Linked DNA regions of Mus musculus: all the other regions are linked to region 3. A link is a contact called in public promoter capture Hi-C data. All regions are on one chromosome and are shown on one strand. Each heading gives the region's core, a stretch centred on a gene start, on an enhancer-like site or on the middle of the called end of the contact. The rest is flanking DNA. Distances are from core to core; before and after follow the strand shown.

The links. Capture Hi-C pulls out chosen DNA fragments and counts their contacts.
Region 1: a contact with region 3 is called in a promoter capture Hi-C map of pancreatic islet. The contact joins the promoter of Mfap4 here to the promoter of Slc47a2 in region 3. A contact is called at or near these places in 3 of 39 promoter capture datasets (the HPC-7 cell line, embryonic stem cells and macrophages), 13 of 484 Hi-C or Micro-C datasets (the AML12 cell line, Th2 cells, cerebral cortex and 6 more), 12 of 115 datasets of contacts at active chromatin or transcription factors (T-cell acute lymphoblastic leukemia, bone marrow-derived dendritic cells, bone marrow-derived macrophages and 2 more) and 3 of 9 other capture datasets (adipose tissue, liver and pancreatic islet).
Region 2: a promoter capture Hi-C map of pancreatic islet shows a contact between it and region 3. The contact joins the promoter of Usp22 here to the promoter of Slc47a2 in region 3. A contact is called at or near these places in 11 of 39 promoter capture datasets (the 3T3-L1 cell line, 3T3-L1-derived adipocytes, cranial neural crest and 5 more), 8 of 484 Hi-C or Micro-C datasets (B cells, LSK cells, Sertoli cells and 5 more), 10 of 115 datasets of contacts at active chromatin or transcription factors (the 230-238 cell line, T-cell acute lymphoblastic leukemia, embryonic stem cells and 3 more) and 3 of 9 other capture datasets (adipose tissue, liver and pancreatic islet).

The regions. Positions count from the first base shown.
Region 1 is chr11:61,484,093-61,488,466 of GRCm38.p6, forward strand. Mfap4 (microfibrillar-associated protein 4) reads left to right here and starts at 1,339. Exons shown (of 6, transcript NM_029568.3): 1 at 1,339-1,393; 2 at 1,629-1,713; 3 at 1,946-2,100; 4 at 2,818-2,914; 5 at 2,987-3,169; 6 at 3,662-4,374. The coding sequence starts at 1,388. The coding sequence ends at 3,909.
Region 2 is chr11:61,173,463-61,177,608 of GRCm38.p6, forward strand. It overlaps Usp22 (ubiquitin specific peptidase 22), which reads right to left and starts at 1,597. Exons shown (of 13, transcript NM_001004143.4): 1 at 1,253-1,597. The coding sequence starts at 1,423.
Region 3 is chr11:61,341,400-61,345,590 of GRCm38.p6, forward strand. Slc47a2 (solute carrier family 47, member 2) reads right to left here and starts at 1,461. Exons shown (of 17, transcript NM_001033542.2): 1 at 1,218-1,461; 2 at 1,040-1,141. The coding sequence starts at 1,379. It overlaps Slc47a1 (solute carrier family 47, member 1), which reads right to left. Exons shown (of 17, transcript NM_026183.5): 17 at 2,001-3,129. The coding sequence ends at 2,903.

The DNA.
Region 1 (4,374 bases), core at 89-2,588, 140 kb after region 3:
TTTGTGTCCCTTCAAGGCATTTTTGGTTCTTTGTCCAAAACACGTAGGCCACTCCAGGGGCTGATTCTGCATCCCCAGCAGCAAACATATTGTGTAACACATAGTAGGTGCTCAAAAAAAAAAAACAAAAATCTGTCTTTGGTGAATCCATACGCTTTATGATGGGTGCTGAGTGTGCAGAACTGGGAGGCAATGAGCACTACCCACTAGCACTCAGAGACAAAAGGAAAGGCCGGTGGGCGCCACGAGGAACAGCCCAGGCAAAGGCCCAGGGGCCTGCTGGCCAGGAGTCTGGGTAGCCAGACAAAGTGTAGGGAGTCACGAGGAGCACGGGCTTGAAGGGAGGTCGAGCCAGACTGGTAATTCCTTTCAAGTCCCAGTCGGAAATGTTGGCCTCAGCCGTGAAGGAATGGAGAGCCACCGGAGGCTTAAACAGGGGAACACAGATCAGGCACCTGGGACACTCTTGCAGCCGACAGAGAATGGGAGGAGGAGGAGAGAGCAAAATCAGAAGAGACTGGGTGGCCAGGGTGGCGGGAGGCACACCGAAACCAGGCTTAAGGTGGACAAGGAAAGCAGCATTGGGCTCAGCCAGGATGGAGGAGAGAGGGCTCGAGAGGCTCAGCCGGGCGGGCGGGCGGCGGTGAGAGCAGATGGGCTTAGAAGGGAGGAGGGGCCGAGCGAGGAGAAACAAAAGCACCCCAGATGGTCCAGGGAACTGTAGGAGGGGAAAGAGTGGGGGGTACAGACACCCAGCAGGGGAGGGGGCTGGGAAGGAGTTGGAGAGGGCCCTGGCTCCAGTCGAGGCAGACAGAGCTGCTGGCCGCCTGTATCTTTCTGCTCATGGCTCAGAAATGTCCCAAGCTTGCCAGGAGACTTCGGGCCCCTGCTGGCCCTGTCTCCTCCCAGGCCAGGCAGCTCCCTCATAGGGAGCTTTGGGACCGTCTCCCCTAGCCTTCCCATTGCCAAGTGAAGACCCCTGTCTCAGTCCCAGGGACACCTCTTGAGCAGACTAGTTAGGAAAGCAGACATCTGCAGAGGGCCTGTCAGGAAACAGAGGGGTGAGCAGAGGCCAGCGGGGGTTGCCAAAGGACCCACAAGTCCAGCAGGGCAGGAGGCAGAGTGGGGTCCAGGGTACAGTTGCGGCTGGTAAGGAGTTAATGTCTGGTTCACAGTGCTTCTCTGACAGGCCTAATGAGACCCAGGTGGTCCTCTGGCCCCTGACAGTGTAAGCTGATGCCGGGGGCCGGTTGTTGGGGTGGGGGTGGGGGGCATTCTGCAGTTCCAGGGGCGGAGCTGGGTCTGTGGGCTCAGACCCAACACATAACTGTGGGCGGCTGCAGTCTGGGGCCCCAGACAGCCAGCCTCTCTCAACTGAGCTGACACCATGAAGGTACTGGCCTGGAGGATCAAGACCATTTGTGGAGACAAGCCACTTGCCAGATAGGGAACAGCGAAGCTCAGTGGAGTTCTCTTGAAACTTAAGTTCTGGGGATATTGGGCCTTCCTCTGAAAGTTGAGAGGGGGTAAAAAAGACAGAGGGCAGAGTTCAGGCAGGGAGAGCCCTGGGAGGTGGGAGGCGTCTGGCCCATGTTGGGGGCTACACTCACCCCATTTCCCATCCCCAGGCCCTCCCAGCCCTGCCACTGATGCTGATGCTGCTCTCCATGCCTCCCCCCTGCGCCCCGCAAGCCTCTGGGATCCGGGGAGATGGTAAGCAGCCCCCATTCACAGACACGGCCTGGTCAGCAGGCTGGATGAGGCCATTCTAAGTGAGGCTCTGCAGGACTGCTTCCTCCTCTACAAAGTGGCAGGTATCCCCCTAGAGAAATCTCCAGATTTCTCCTGATAGAGTCCCTTAGGCCTGGAGCAAAACTGGGATATGGAGGGGGGTGTCCTTATGCCTTAGTCTTTCTCCTCACGGTCCCCACACTGCCACTCGCAGCTCTGGAGAAGTCCTGTCTTCAGCAACCCCTGGACTGTGATGATATCTACGCCCAGGGCTATCAGGAAGACGGCGTGTATCTCATCTACCCCTATGGCCCCAGTGTGCCGGTGCCCGTCTTCTGCGACATGACAACTGAGGGCGGCAAGTGGACGGTGAGTAGGCAAAGGGGCCTCAGGCCAGATGGGGTTCAGGCAGCTGCGCGATCCCGGCTGTCATCTCTGTGAAGTGGATTTTTCATCTTCATGGGGACTGGATCCAGGGCTGCTAGCACTTACTTGCCTGAGGAAGCTAATGCATGCTGTCCTCACAGCGGTAGGTTGGTGCCTTGTCTAAATGAGGAACTGCGAGCCCAGGTAAGTAGCATTAATAGCCTTGGCGGGCACAGTAATGAACTCACAGCCAAGTATTCTAGATCCTCCTGATGGGTTTTGGGTTTTTTTGTTGTTGTTGTTGTTTTCTAGACAGGGTTTCTCCTGGAACTCACTTTATAGACCAGGCTGGCCTTGAATTCAGAAATCTGCCTGCCTCTGCCTCCCGATTGCTGGGATTAAAGGCGTGGGCCACCACGCCCGGCCCTCCTGCTGGTTTTATCATGCAGTGCTGGGATGGAACCCAGGGCCTCTAAGCTAAGTGGGTGCTTTGCCACTAAGCTATGTCTACAGGTCCCAGCTCCCTCTTAATCTTTTCCCCTTCCTGTCTCTCAGCAGACAAGGGGCCTGGTAGATACCCCCTTCTCAGCAGCAGATGTTCAATGAGAGGCCTGGAGCCAGAGAGTGTGTTCTGTTTTAGCAGTTCCCTAACAAAATGGCTAAGAGTCACCCTAGGGTACTGGACCTCCATCATCCAGCCCCTTGTCCACTTGTTTCCAGGTTTTCCAGAAAAGATTCAACGGCTCAGTGAGTTTCTTCCGGGGCTGGAGCGACTACAAGCTGGGCTTTGGCCGTGCTGACGGGGAGTACTGGCTGGGTAAGGTGGGGCCATGGGGTGGGGGCTGCCCCTCAGCCAAGTCTCTGCTGACCGGCTGCCACCCGTCCCTAGGGCTGCAGAACCTGCACCTCCTGACACTGAAGCAGAAGTATGAGCTGCGCGTGGACTTGGAAGACTTTGAGAACAACACAGCCTATGCCAAGTACATTGACTTCTCCATCTCCCCCAACGCCATCAGTGCTGAGGAGGATGGCTATACCCTCTACGTGGCTGGCTTCGAGGATGGCGGGGCAGGTACCCCTCTCAGCTTCTTCAGGGGCAGTGGCGGGGGGGGGGGGGGTAGGGGGAGTCAGTAAGGGGTAGGATCAGTAGGGGGTGGGGCGGGTACCTCTCTCAACTTCTTCAGGGGCAGTGGTGGGGGAGGGGGTGGGGTCAGTAGGGAGTGGGGTCAGTAGGGATTGGGGTCAGTAACGTAGGATTGGCCCTGCTCCATTGGTTCCTAAGGCCCCTCCCTCAACCCTTCTGGGTGTAGAAGAGTCATAGCTCTCCACAGACCAACTTCAGCTACAGGAACCTCAGCCCCAGGGAACAGCCACCCTGGCCCTGCTCCAAGTGGCCCTGCTCCAGGCAGCTCTGCAGAAGAACAGCTGTTCTCTTTGTGGCTCAGGGAGGGTGCCCCCCATCCGATAGGATGCCACATCATGTCATCCCAAGAGTCATTCATCAAGTGCTGTCATCCTCTCAGCTCCTGGCCTCAGTTTTTCTAGTCTTCCTCCCTCTTGCCAGGTGACTCACTGTCCTACCACAGTGGCCAGAAGTTCTCCACCTTTGATCGGGACCAGGACCTCTTCGTGCAGAACTGTGCAGCCCTCTCCTCAGGAGCCTTCTGGTTCCGAAGCTGCCATTTCGCCAATCTCAACGGTTTCTACCTGGGTGGTTCCCATCTCTCCTATGCCAATGGCATCAATTGGGCCCAATGGAAAGGCTTCTATTACTCCCTCAAGCGCACGGAGATGAAAATTCGTCGGGCCTGAGGGGCTGGCCCAAGCAGGCCCCATCTTTCCCCTGAAGTCCCAAGGGTCCATGTTCTCCCTCCACGCTTTACCCACAATTCCTGAGCACCAGCCATGCCCTGGCAAATCCCTGTCCCACATACAGCCACGCCCTGATGCATTCCACCTGAGGCTAGGCTGTCAGCAGCCCTCCAGGCCTTTCTGTGGCTGAGCCATCCTAGCCTGGATCTGGCTGAAATCCATTAAAAACTCCAAGTTGCTTCTACCCCTTCACGACAGCTGAAAGCCAGAAGCTACCTTCTAGCTGCCAGCTTTTGCACCCCACCTCAGCAGTTTCCTTACTGCAGAGCCTTCTGTTTGGGGCTACCCTCGACAGAGTCATGCAGCACCTGTGGCATTGCCAATCAGCTCTTGCACACTGCCACACCCCAGCACTCACATAGCTCTCCTCAGAATACTTCCTACCTTGGCCTCATCACTTTACTC
Region 2 (4,146 bases), core at 347-2,846, 170 kb before region 3:
CTAAAAGACTCTTACAGAACATAAGCCTTTAACGCCCTCAAAGACTTATATTATGGCCACGATTGATTTAAAAAGGGGGAATTTAGGCCGGGGTGGGAGTGGGGGGGGGTGTGGTTTGCATTCACCTTTAATCCCATCGTTCTGGAAGCAGAGGCCTGTGGATCTGTGTGAGTTAGAGGCCAGCTATCTACAAATCGAGTTTAAGAACTGCCAAAGGCAGCCGGGCGTGGTGGCGCACGCCTTTAATCCCAGCACTCGGGAGGCAGAGGTAGGCGGATTTCTGAGTTCGAAGCCAGCCAGGGCTACACAGAGAAACCCTGTCTCGAAAAACCAAAAAGAAAAGAAAAAAGAAAAAAGAAAAGAACGCCAAGGGCTATAGAGAGAAGTCCTGCCTCGAGAAACTAAAGAGGGAGAGTTTGATGCTTAACATGAAACACCCAGCAGATTTGTCAGTTCTCCCGTTATAAAATGCTACTCAAGATAGAAACAATCAAAATTTTCTATTCCACTTTTCACCTTCAAAATCAAATTGTAATTATGAAGTTTTTTTTAAATTAGAAAATAATGTTTTCCCATCTCCAAATCACTAATAAAATCATCATAGTTGCTGAGATTTACAGGACCCAAAACAACAAAATAGCCACTCTCGAAGGCTGCGGTTGTCAATCACCTCCTACGTCCTAAAAATCTCGCTTCTCAACTCGAGTGCGCGGAGGCCCTGCCAGCCTCAGGTGTCCGCGAAGGGTCTCAGCCCCGGGAACGAGCTGTTATCCACGGAACTACCCTGCAGACCCCAGGCCCCCACCACTACCTTTACAGACAAATACTCCTCAATGGAATGTCCAGACAGATCTTCCTCCTCCTACTCAGATACCCCTCCCCCTCCCATCGTGGGTTCCACCGCCACACTCCCAACAGCGTCCACTAGGTGGTCCCTGGACCCCTCCCAGCACCGTGATGCTTCCTCTAGCCCCCTCCCTGCACCACGACGCTTCCTCTAGCCCCCTCCCCACGTTGCGAGGTTCTCCTTAGTCCCCCTTCCTGCACCGGGATGCTTCCTCTAGCCCCTTCCCTGCACCGCGAGGCTTCGCCTTGCCCATTCCTCGGCCCCACCCCCTCACGGCAAGGCTTCCCCTCACGCCCTCCCCGCAAGGCCAGGCTCCCTCCCCACGACTACCAGGCTTCCCCTCTCCCTCTCCCACCTACACTCCCCGCTTCCCAGCCCGCAGAGCGGCGCAAGCCTTGGGCTCACCTTGCGCTTGCGAGCCTCGGCAGTTCCGCTCCACACGAAGCACTGGTAGATGGCCCGCAGGTTTTGCTTCCAGTTGTCCACCTTGAAGCTGCCCAGGTGCGAGCAGCCAGGCGGCGGTACCGCCAGCTCAGCGTCCATGGCCTCGACCTCAGGCTCCGGCCTGGCCACCATGGCGGGCAAGGCCCGGGCGCGCGGGGCAGGCGGCGACGGGGGCGAGGACGACGCCAGGGCGGCGAGAACAAAGCTGGGGGACAAAGACCGCGTTGAGAACTCAGGCAGGCTACAGCAGCACCCACCGCACGCGCAGCACCCTCTGACTTCGAGGAGGGCGGGGCGAGGCTGGGCGGGACAGGGCGGAGCTGTCCGCGGGAAAGGATAACGTCACCCAGGCCGGCGGCCTTAGTGCGCAGGCTCCGCTGCTCTAGACCCCGCCTATCAGCCCTCCTCTCGCCCGCTGGCTCCAGAGAAAAGCCGAAGGCCTCGGGTTGGGTCAACAGGGTCCCGCCCTCGCGTCACACCATTGGTGGTTTGCCGGTCTAAGACACGGTCTGCGCCTATTATAGGCTTTCGAACCGCCTCCGGAGACGCCAGCGATTTGACGTTTCGAGTCTCTCCTTGGAAGGCGGGGCGTGCTGAGGATTGGGTAAAACTGAGTGTCAGTCAGGCCACTGAACCGGTTTGCACCGGCCTGAGCTCTGCCGCAAAGAGGCGGGGCGACGGAGGGGTGGGGCAGGGTAGGGCCTGCGTCTGCGAGTTCTCTGAAAGGAGGGTTTCTAGGTTCTGTTTGTTGGTCCTTGGAGTTCCTAGTGTGGGCGTTTCTGCAGAGACTGCCATCTTGGCGACTGTGTTGGGTACCGCAATGCCACAGCTGGAGATTGGGCGTGGCAAGAATACAGATCTTCCCTTCCCTAGGATATTATTCAGCGTTATCCTATTGAACTAGAATGCCAACTGGTATACGAATTTTTTTAGTGGCTACATTTTGTACAATATTTTGCACCAAGAAAGATAAAATTAATTTTAACAAGCAGTCAAATAAAGACAGAATATCAAGTCAAATTTTTACATTGGCTTTGAAATATCGTGTTATACAGGTTTGGTATAGCAATTCAATTTGTACTAGCCACATTACACTCTATTATTAAGTAGGAACAGTATAGAGCTATGATGCATTTAGCTCTCCTATCTGAGGGTTACACAGATGTGCAGCAAACCAACTCAGAAGAGAAAATATTGATCTTCTGCCCTACAAATTGTATATACCGAGTAAATAGACACCTCTCTCCTGTTATACCTTAAACAGGATAACAGCTAGGTGTCAAACTCAGGCAGACAGGTACCCATGATGTGGAGCAGTGAAATAATTCTCCAAGACAGAAAAGGCAGAAGAAGTAGAGAGTTCATCGGTGTACTGCAGTAACAGCAGCTAGCAGACAAGACAGCCGAGAAAAATTGCCGACAGGCATTTTGATGTCATGGTTCCGAGGAGCAATTGCAGTTGTGGCTTGTCCAATGAGTACCAGCTTGGTCTTAGAGCAGTGATGGTCGTATTCAGGCTTAGATATGGCTTAGCATGCTATCTTAGTTGGCATTTGAGTATCACCCAGAGAGGAGTTACAGCATAGAGAAGGGGGTGGGTGGGGGTTGGTGTGTCTGTGTATATGAATATTTTGGGAGCTACTCAGGTTGAGGCAGGAGGATCATTTGAGCCCGGAGTTTGTGGTCAGCCAGAGCAAATAGTGAGACTCATAGTAAAAAGAGGAAGGGGTGGGGTGGGGAAGCTGGTAAGATGCATACAGACCATATAGGTTAGAGGCAAATATTACATCATTTTATAGTTAGGACTTGAGCATGAGGGTTTTGGCTTACTAAAGGACTTCTGTGTGTGAATGAGTCACTCAGGGCATATTGTGAGGGAACATACTCACTCACACACACACACAAAACCTTTCAAGTACAGTCATTGTCTTGGGAAGCCCTTGGCTTACATGTGATGCTGTTCAGGTATTCTTATCCCACTGCTGGCTATTTTACTGCAATCCAACACAGGTGGGACAAAACAAAACAGCAACTGCTGCCAAGACTTCCATGATCCGGAAGTTGTGGAGTTTAATGGACGGAAAACTAGAACAAAGACTCCGTGTTGAGCAGTGCATGCCTTTGATCCTAGAACTCAGGAGACAGAGGCAGGTGGACCTCTGAGTTGAGGCCAGCCTTGGTCTACAGAGCAAGTTCTAGGAGAGTGAGAGCTACATAGAGAAACCCTGTCTGGTGGGATGAGGGGGACCTGGGTCTAGGACAAATTAGCAGACATCCAGAGCCCCTTCCTAAAGTGCTTTCCACCACACCCCAAATCTCATACTCCCTCACCTGCCAGGCTTCACCAGAAACTCCCTGTACAGTGAAAGTGTTCCATTGTCACCCTGTTGACAATGGCAGTCACTTTCCCACCCCACCCCCACTACCTGATTCACTTGAAAGAATGTATCACTATATCTGTCAGGGGACAGTTACTTGTTTAGTTTACCTTTTTTTGTTTGTTAGGTATGTGTGTGTGTGTGTGTGTTTGGGGGTGGGTACAGCTTAGACAGGGTCTCATCTTGCCCAGATTGACCTCAAACTCACTCTGTAGCTAAGGATGACCCAACTTCTGTATCCACCTGCTGAGTGCTGAGATTATAGGTACACATAACTATGCCCAGTGTGTGAGGGCCTAGGGACCAAACCCAGGGTTTCATGAGTGCCAGGCAAGTACCCTTAACACTGGTGCCACATTCCCAGCCCCTAGGTTTTTTTACTCCCAATGAAGAGTTGATGAGGATGTAATTTGTGTGTTTTATTTCCTACTCTTTAATGTCTACAAGAATAAAATCAAAATTATCTGCCGATTTATA
Region 3 (4,191 bases), core at 211-2,710:
ATCTGCAGAAAGCCCTGTCTGTAGAACACACTGGTGCTCCCACGGACCACCGCCAAGCCTCCTGTCTCACTGTGGGTCGCATTTATTCCTGTTGTTTTTACATCGAAACTCTAGAGACATAACAGGAAAAGGAAAGGAAATTGCCAGACAACAACAACAGAGAAAGAGGAGAGAGAGAGAGAGAGAGAGAGAGAGAGAGAGAGAGAGAGAGAGAGAGAAAACTATAATTCTGACAGTACAGTTATAGATCCATACATAAACTGAGACACACACACACAGAGAGAGAGAGAGAGAGAAAACTAAAACTATAATTCTGACAGTACAGTTATAGATCCATACATAAACTGAGACACACACACACACAGAGAGAGAGAGAGAGAGAGAGAGAGAGAGAGAGAGAGAGAGAGAGAGAGAGCGAGCGCCAGGTCTCTCTCCTCCATTATACTGAAAGAGAAACTGCGGACCTCCACTATTGCACAGGGCATTCCAACATCCTAGCGGGCAGAAGGGACACTTTCGGAAATAGGGGAGGACCCAGTCGCCATCACCTCCCTTGGAGGAAGAGTTTCTCTCCTGTCTGAAAGTGAGGATCAAATGCAAGCGAGCTGCTTTCCACTACCTTGCTAGCAGATGGAGAGAGGCTTCTAAGGACGCGGGATTGCAAGCCATGAGGAAGAAAGACACTTTACATGCAATCTTAATGAACCGTGTAACTAATAGCTTTGGTGGTTTGGTTTCAGAAGTGGGGACACAAAGTTCATTTAGGGTAGCTGTGCACCATGTGGTCTGCTTGGGACACTCCTTTCATGTCCCCCCAGGACGCAGTGCCTGGGGGTTGGGAGGGGGTGAAGCGGGGATTTACTCTGAACTCGCTCTCTTCCCAAATCTGAAGATCATAGTAGCACGGTGGGTCAGACCCAGACCCTGCAGTTCTAATTCGGATTCTTGGCACTGAGGCCATTTCCAGCGCTATACAAATAAAAACACATTAAAGCTTTCCGGCTTTACCACATCATCAGCTGAAACAGTTAGCACCTACGGAAACAGCGAGTGTCACGGCGTCCAACTCGACTTTGCCCAGGTGTCCGCAGAAGATGGAACTGACGATGCTGATGAGAAAGATCATCAGCTGCGCCAGGAACTGCAAGGAGCAGAGAGGCGGTCACTCTCGGGCCGCCTGAGGTCGCCCCGCGCCCGCAGCTCGGGGTCCAACTCACCACCGGGCCCGCGAGCGCCACTAGCGCGGCCGCCTCCCGTCTCACGTCGGGGGACAGCGCTCCTCGAAGGCCCAGCAGGATCCTCAGACTGCGCCCCCGTGGGACGCGGACCAGCTCCGGGGGCTGGATGGTGGCTCCCAGGCTGTCCTCGGCCGGCTCCATGGCACAGGCTCAGATAGTGGCGCGATCCACACGTGGAGCCGTGAGTCGAGTAGCCACTGCGAAGTGCAGGGAGCCGGGCGGGAACCGCCCCACGCGCCACCCCGCCCCGGGCGCCGCGTCCAAATCCAACCGTCGCCGAGCGCAGCGCGCGGCACAAGCCTCGGCCTGGGTGCTTATAGACACAACAAGAATTAAGCTGAGGGATGGTTTAGGTGGTCCCATCCAAACGCCACTGTGTAGCTGCTGGTGTAGCTCAATGAGGAATGCCTGCCTGTAGCAGACTCCAACCCCAGCCCCAACCACCAAAAGAAAAAATAAATTGAGCCGTTTTACACTCATAGTGACTGACGTTTCTAATTGTGTTCATTTTCTGTACTTTGGAAGTTTGCTGAATTATCCGTGTGTACTTAATCAACCCTTCAGAGGCTGGAAGAATTGGGCTTCGACTTTGTTCAAGCTTTGTCCAATGGCCACCACCAGGGGGATTGTCACTCTGGGTCTTCATCGCTTTACAGCTCCAGAGACCTCCCGTTGCCTGCACCCCTCTCCCAGGGGAATCTGAGCTTCCTCTGATGATTTATAAACGCTGTTTGCTCACGGAATAATAATCTACAGCCCAGAGACATATCATAAAATGTATTTAATAGAAGTCACACAGCAAGAATATAGAAGCAGTTCAGATATAGTTTTGTAGCATAGAAAACAATAGGCAGAAGAAATAGGAATTCCAGCCCGGAATGAAGACAGTAGACAGCAGTGCATGTTTGACAGTGGCAGATGAATTAATACTCCCCCATAGTCTCCCCCACATTGCACTATATGGTGTTTACCTTATTTATTAGAGAAACAAAATTTTTGAATTCTCAGTTCATAATTCCCATGGGCACAGTTGAATTCTGTTAACTATAATGACTGGCTCTGAATTGTCTCTATGTTCAAAACTGCACGTGGGCCCAGACTTAAACAGTGATTCACTTTCCAGGGGCTCAACTTTAACATTGATGCAAAAGTGACACGCATTCAGAAGAGACTGTTTTTGAACGGGGAGCTTTTCCTGGGTTCACAATGTGTGACACTATCCTTTGGAAACATGGGGACAGTGGCAGTGAGCTAGAGTCTCCAGGTGACTCCCTGCAATCCCAGGGGTGCAAAATCAACATTCCGGTTGGTACAATGTTTCGAATACTGGTATTTGGTAGGTAAGTATATTGCAGGCATTGTCCACTCCAGAGCATCTCCTCTGCCTCTGTCTCATCTATGTCTCTTTGTCTTTCTGTTTATATCTCTTGGGGGGGTGTCTCCCTCTCTCTGTCTCTCTCAAACACACACCCAAAGAGAGACACATACAGAGAGAGAGAGAGAGAGAGAGAGAGAGAACTTATGTTAGAGGGCCCAGAACATGCTGAACATATTGCTGTCTGCAGTATCCCCAGCCCTGATGTTTCAATGTGGGGTGGATTTGTTCAGCATTAACTTCACAGACTGAGGAGCACCCAAGTTGCTGGATTGATGGCATTCCCACATTATTCAATTCTGATATAGACTCTCACTAAAATCCCACCCACCAAGACTAAGACTACCCCTAGGAGCAGGAGTCCTCTCCGTAAGGCCAACTGTTTCCCAGACAGTTTATTGCTGTCCTTTGGACGGATAGGCAAAGCTTGTTGCTGGTTCATCGGCTGGTCCAACTGAGTCTCGTCTTTTTTTTCAAGATCCGTCATCATAATTTCTCCATGGCTCTCAGGACACACTGTGGGGAAAAGGGGTCTTAGTGAGTAGCTTGAAAGGATTCTTACTTTCATATGTACAGATGGTGGTGGTTATTATTTGTGATTGTTGCTAGGAGAAAGTTAATTCAAGAAAAAAGTTGTTATAAGAAAGAGAGAAAGAAAAGAAAGAAGAAGAAGAAAGAAAGAAAGAAAGAGGAAGACAGACAGACAGACAGACAGAAAGAAGGAAAGAAAGAAAGAAAGAAAGAAAGAAAGAAAGAAAGAAAGAAAGGAAGGAAGGAAGAAAGGAAGAAAGGAAGAAAGACATACAGATAAGAAGATAGGAAGGAAGGAAGCAAGCAAGCAAGCATCTTAGGGCGATGCTGCAGGGGAAGGTCTGCTTTCCCTTTAAATGACCATTAATGTTCCTTCAAGTCGTTTTTATTTGTTTCAGATAAGGCACTGTAGAGAAAAACATAACAAATCCATCAAAATTGCCAAGTCACACCGACCCACTCCTCCACCTGACTTGCAATGAGCTCTGCCCTCTGAAATCTCTTTACACTGACATGGTCTGTCCAGAAGTTCCCGTCCACCATTAGGTTCATACAAGACAAGACTTGTACATGCTCAGAAGTGTCCTCTGCTTGACCTAAGTCTATCCCATAGGACCTTGCTAGGTCTCTCCCATACAAATAGGCAGAAGTGACTCCAATATTATCTTTTTACTTTCATTGCTCCAGGAGATACTCACAGGGGACAAAGAGAGGCACATTTGTGTTTCGTTTTGTAGTAAGAAATAGGGGTATTTTACAGTTTACAAGAGCACATTTGTATCTCATTCTATGGAAGGAACCCACGAGCACACGCTATAAACGGCTTACAAGTTTGCACTGCTAACAGTTTGTTTGTTCGGAGTAAACTTTCAATCTAAATACCATCCAAATGGGCTCGGGAGAAATGCACTTCTCAGTCACCTTGGCCAGCCCTGCCCTGCATCTCAGAGACAAGGCCAAGCACTTAGCCTATGTATATATGCTAGTAAGAGAAAGAGGAGGTAGGCAGCTCTCCCTCAGGCTTCCCAGATTTCCAGCGTGCTGGAT